Linked DNA regions of Mus musculus: region 1 is linked to region 2. Evidence: chromatin contacts called from public Hi-C data. All regions are on one chromosome and are shown on one strand. Each heading gives the region's core, a stretch centred on a gene start, on an enhancer-like site or on the middle of the called end of the contact. The rest is flanking DNA. Distances are from core to core; before and after follow the strand shown.

Region 1 (2,909 bases), core at 14-2,513, 260 kb after region 2:
GTCTCTAGTCTTCCATTTTCTTTTTTTTTTTCCAAGCCCAATGCCCTGAAGACAACATTGTATGTAACTATAGTTCAAGACCAGAGGCTGGCTCCTGTTCAATGTACCAGGTTAAGCCACTTACCAAAGAAAGCAAAGAAAAGTAAGATGAGAGGCAAGAAAATATTTTATCAAAACAGTTGTTTAGAGAGGCACAAAACACTGGAGCCCACCTTCATGGTCCTGGCATGAGTTTTAACATTAAATAGAGGAAGAATTGAGGCAGTGATGAGAAGCACATATAAGTAAGCCATCTTGGTCCAAGAGTGTTCCAGTTACTCATTCTCTACAGTCTGATTCAGCCATGTGGCCCAAAGAAGTCCTTCTTGCTAAGGGAGCAGTCTTGTTCCCCATGAGATGATTGCTCCTACTTAGGCTATCTCATGATGGAATGATTTGTTTGTAGGTTCTGATGTGTCTGGAATACAAGATGAACACAGATTTAGAATCTTGATGAGGGTGTGGCAGCATTCTTTGATTACACACATCTTTGTTTCTTTAGCCTTGAAGAGAACTGAGAGTATTATCATTTTTGAGACAGTTTTAAGCCTGCCTTCTGACTGGTGATTCTCCAGCCTCAGCCTCCCATGTCTAGAATTATAGCAATGCATCACACGGCTGCTCAGACAGATGTTCCTTCGGTAATTAGCATGCCCAAGTTAACTGTCCAGTTAAGCATAAAGTTTGAAGGAACGGGGTCGGGGGTGGGGAACAATAAAAACTGAAGTCCCAAAAGCTAGACTTTCACTCAGCTCTGAGTCACCTTACAGGCCCCAGAGAGGAGTTGGTGCTTTTCATTAAGAGCAATGTCTAAGAGCCTGTTATAGATTCCCTTTAATATATTTCACCTGCTAAAGAGCATCCAGAAATGGAATGGTCTCCATTCTGTCACAAAAGCTCCCTATTTTAAATGACGCTGAAGAGCTCACTGATCATTCCACAGCCCTATTTCACAAATGTGCTCTATCCAGTCCACTAAGCTGCATGAAACTCACTGGATGTTCATTGCTGGCTGGGGTTCTTTGTAATACGAGTCAAAGCCTTCCTACCATTCAGCTCATTAGCTCTTACTATTTTGTTTCTTTTCTTTTTGAAAACTTCATACAAGAATACATTCTTGTGTGTTGAGCATTCATTCCCCCACCCCCACCCTCTGACTCAGTGCTTCTTTCTCACCAGTCCCCTGATAGTTTCATTTCTCCTTTCACAACACACACACAGACACACACATACACACAATGTGGTTCAGTGACAGAATGCTAAACGAAACCAACCACATCATATTTGCATAGGATCTTTTAGTTCTAGAAACTGTTTGTTCTTTTATAAAGAGGGTTTTCATTGAGTTTCCTGAATCTGAAGGCTGAGAGTCTTTTCACTGGGAGCTGGAAACTCCTCACATACAAGAGTCACATTTGTTCCTTTGAGCCTGTGTCTTACTCCACAATACATACTCTCCTGAAGGTGGTCACCTCCTCTGGTTTTTAGGGTTTGCTAAGAACCATTATGAAATAATTCCCAGTGTGTTAACATTTCTTCTAGGCTCTGCCCCACAGTTACCAGGCAACAGCCAGGTATGTCTGACTCATTATAAAAGGGGCTACTTGCCCCCTCCTCACTCTCTTGCTCTCTTACTCTCTTGCTCTCTAACCCTCTTCCCTCTCTGTCCCTTCTCTCCCCATTCCCCTCCCCCATCTCTCCACATGTTTATGGCTGGCTTCTTCTCTTCTACTCCTCTATTCTCTCTCCCTCTCTCTCTCTCTCTCTCTCTCTCTCTCTCTCTCTCTCTCTCTCTCTCTCTCTCCCTCCCTCCCTCCAACCCTCCCTCCCTCCCTTCTCAACTCTCAACTCTCTCTCAACTCCCCTCCCCATGCCCTAAAATAAACTCTACTCTATACTATATCCATCGTGTGACTGGTCTCTCAGGGGGACGGGATGCCTCAGCATGGGCCCACAGAGGCACCCCCTTCCCAGCACCATACTGTGCCTCTACCAAACATATCCCTGACTTCTTTTTCTTTTCTTTTTTTTTTTTTTTTTTTTTTTTAATGAAACACAACACCCAGGGCCAGGCAGCGTGTCAGAGAGGAGGAAGAATCAATACCCAGGAATGATAAGGAGGTTTTCTGCACACTGTTACTCTCATCCAACTTTTTCATATTTTATAGGAGAACAGGTGATAAAATGTCATGCATAGATTTAAGACATACCCAGGCCCTGAAAAGGCTTCTGCTTAGTGGCAATGAACCTGGAAAGGAGCCCCTGAGCCAGAAGAGAAGTGTACACCAACAACTCTCCTTGCTCACTGGAGAAGCCCAGGCCAGTGCAGCCCTCTCCAGCTCAGACTCCAGAGTCTAGCTGACCCCTCTTTCACAGCACAGCTTCAAGACAGTGTTACCTCCTGTGTTTCAGGCATGGATACCACAGTGTGAAATCCTCACTTCTCTGCTCCAGGTCTGACATCTGTTTCCATCCCTTTCCCCTTCAGCCTCAGTCTTTCCCTCTTGAGAAGACATAGGGCCTCACCCCTTTTGTAGCCTAGAGTGCCTGAGCTTGGATCCTCAGCCTCCTCTTCACTGTAAGCTAGTTGCCTCTCTCCCTTCATCCTGATTTTGTAAATGTTAACAAATATTAAATGCTCTGAAGAAAGGCTAGAGAGATGGCTCAGTGGTTAAGGGCACTGACTGCTCTTCTAGAGGTCCCGAGTTCAATTCCCAGCAACCACATGGTGGCTCACAACCATCTGCTTTGTAATCTGATGCCCCCTTCTGGCCTGCAGGTATGCATGCAGATAGAGGGCTAATAGACATAAAAATAATATCGAGGGATATTAGATCTTGTCACAAGCCTTTTCTGCCTCTACCAAGTTG
Region 2 (2,700 bases), core at 123-2,622:
CACACTGAGCAAGCCAAGGGAAAGCAAGCCGGTAAGCAGCATTCCTCTGTGTCTTCTACTTCCATTCCTCCATCCTGCCGTGCGTTCCTCTCTAACTTCCATTGATGAATGACTGTGATGAGGAAACATAAGCTTGCACACAGCAAGACAAAGCTAAGATAAGCACTGTCCGTGTGGTACCGATTTTGAAGTCATGAGAGATGTAATATTGAGGAAATCATGCAGGGCATCTAAGACCAGGCACTGTGTGGCAGGGTTAGGTCCTTATATAGAGAGCCGGAGAGGTCTAGTGACTGAAGCTGAGATGAGTCAGTTGCAGTCATAACTGCAGCATATTGGAGATGCCCGGGCCATCAGACATTGACTCTGCAGAGATGAGGATCTGGAATGGAGCTGGCCTAAGCCTAAGAGAGAAGAATCTCTGTGTACTTCAGACAAGGCTGAAAGAATAGCACTGCCTGAAGCCTTTGGAGCCCAGAAGATGATACTCTGCAGCCCAGGTCCAGACACAGAACTTCAGGATTTAGCATTTGCTATGAGGGATTTTGTTTCTGTTTTGGTATTATTGTATTATGCCCCTAACTCTTTTGGAAAATGTATATTTACTTTGCACCATTGTAAGTTAGAAGTATATAACTTATTTTAGATTTTTATAGGCACTTAACAATTAAGAGACTTTGGACTTTTAAAATATCTGGATTTTAAAACACTATGGGGGATTATAAGTAAACTAAATTTTACATTATGAGAAAAACTTCATACACTTGGGGCCAAGGGTTACGGCTCAGACTAATGAGTTTAGTTGAAAAGGAATAGTAATTGTTTCTCCCCCGCCCTGCTTTGTTTTGTTTTGTTTTATTGAGACAGAGTCTCTCTGTGTAGCACTGGCTGTCCTGGAATTTGCTCTGTAGGCCAGGTTGGCCTCGAACTCAGAGATCTGCTTGCCTCTGCCTCCTGAGTCCTGAGATTAAAGGTGCACACCACCCTACCACTGCTAGGCTGTTAATTTAATTATTTATACAATCTAGAGTCATCTAGGAAGAAAGTCTTTATGAAGGATTGTCTGGATTAGGATGGCCTGTGGACATGTCTATAGCAAGTTGTCTTGATTACATTAGTTAATGTTAGAAGACCCAGACTAAAGGTGGGCAGCTCCATTCCCTAGGCTTGAGTTCTCAACCATATGAGCGGATCAAGCAAGCAGAGCAGTAAGCATGCATGCATTTATTTCTCTCTGTTCTTGGCTATAGATTTAATATGACTAGCTATTTTAAGTTCCTGTCACTTTGATTCCTCTGTTATGATGAACTGTAACTTGTAACTGTGGGCAGAAATAAGCCCTTCCTTCCCTAAATTTCTTCTTTTCAGGATATACAATCACAGTTGCAGAAATGAAACTAAGACAGGAGATTTAGGTGGAGCCGTGTCCCTTGGCTGAGTATGCTAACTCCGGGGAGGAAATTCTTTTCCAGGAGGGGACTGCCTTAGGTTGCAGAGTTCAGGCTGTCTTCCTTAAATTAATCTGCATTTCCACGATTTGGTTGGTGCCTTCGGTGGGCGGGGCGTTGTCCTTGGATGCTTTCTCTCCTGTTCACTACAGTGCAGATGTGCATTAACAATTACCACCTTCTGTTTTAGCATGCACCTTGGCTACACCTTCAGAGTTGCTCAAGCTTTTTTCCTTAAAAATCAAACTTAAAAAAAGCTCCCTGCCCTACCCATTGTTCTTTGTCAACATAGACCTGGATGAGAAATAGTAACCATGTCAAAGATGGAATGTTACTCTGAATTTCTTTCACTAGGCACAAGAGTCCATTATCTTTTAAAAAGATATTTATTTTTAGATTTATGTGTATGAGTAAATTTCCCGAATGAACATGTGATCACCCTGTACTCATGTGAATATTGTACTTATATCTCTTCCTCCCTTCATCTCCTCCCTCCGAGTCTTCTCAAGTCTCCCTCCATTCGATTTAAAATCTATGGCCTCTTTTGCTTTCACCATGACACACGCACACACACACACATGCACGCACATACACACACAAATACAACCTACTGAGATCATTTAGTGTGCTTGCGTGTATGTGACTTTCGGGCTGGCCACTTGAATTGTGTAGATATTGTCTTCAGTAATAGGGCCATACCTTCCATTTGTGGAGAGCACTTTTGGTTATGATGCATAGAGTAGCAGTGCACATGTTTGAGTAAGTGTCTCTGTAGTGGTATGGAGCATCATTTGTGTCTATGTCCAAGAGTGGTGTATATGGATCTTGAGGTAGATCTATTCCCAGCTTCCTGAAGAACCACCTTCCTGAGTCCCATAGTGGGTATACAAATTGGCACTCCCACCAGCAGTGGATGAGTGTCCCCCTTACTCACATCCTCACCAGAATGGGCTGCCATCTGTTTACTTAATGCCGGTCATTCTGTCTGGTATAAGATAAAATCTCAAAGTGCTTAACTTGCAATTGCCTGATGATTAAGGATGTTGAACATTTCTTTAAGTAGTTCTCAGCCATTTGTGTTTCCTCTCCTGGGAACTCTGTTTACATCTGTACCCCAGTTTTAATTGGGTTGCTTGTTTTCTTGAGGTCTAGGTTGTTGAATTCTTTATATGTGTTAGATATTAACCTGCTATTTGATGCTTAATTGGTTAAATACTTTTCTATTCTGTATCTTACCACTTTGTCCAAATAT

The links. Hi-C and Micro-C count contacts between places; a contact is called where the count stands out from the background.
Region 1: a Hi-C map of bone marrow-derived macrophages shows a contact between it and region 2, with 24 read pairs. The contact joins two enhancer-like sites. A contact is called at or near these places in 2 of 15 datasets of contacts at CTCF or cohesin (the NIH/3T3 cell line and large pre-B cells), 7 of 484 Hi-C or Micro-C datasets (the 63-12 cell line, Th17 cells, bone marrow-derived macrophages and 4 more) and 1 of 115 datasets of contacts at active chromatin or transcription factors (bone marrow-derived macrophages).

The regions. Positions count from the first base shown.
Region 1 is chr3:87,486,873-87,489,781 of GRCm38.p6, forward strand. It overlaps Gm40085 (predicted gene, 40085), which reads right to left. Exons shown (of 2, transcript NR_168327.1): 2 at 149-457. It also overlaps a transcript of Fcrl5 not described here. Among named protein-coding and RNA genes, the nearest start is that of Gm40085, 24 kb to the right of the region's middle. Within about 2 kb of position 1,264, at least 54 of the 459 cell types and tissues checked have an H3K27ac peak or open chromatin away from gene starts, as enhancers often do. A contact at or near this core is called in bone marrow-derived macrophages, where this site is marked.
Region 2 is chr3:87,225,664-87,228,363 of GRCm38.p6, forward strand. No RefSeq gene overlaps it. Among named protein-coding and RNA genes, the nearest start is that of Fcrls, 37 kb to the right of the region's middle. Within about 2 kb of position 1,373, at least 1 of the 459 cell types and tissues checked has an H3K27ac peak or open chromatin away from gene starts, as enhancers often do. A contact at or near this core is called in bone marrow-derived macrophages, where this site is marked.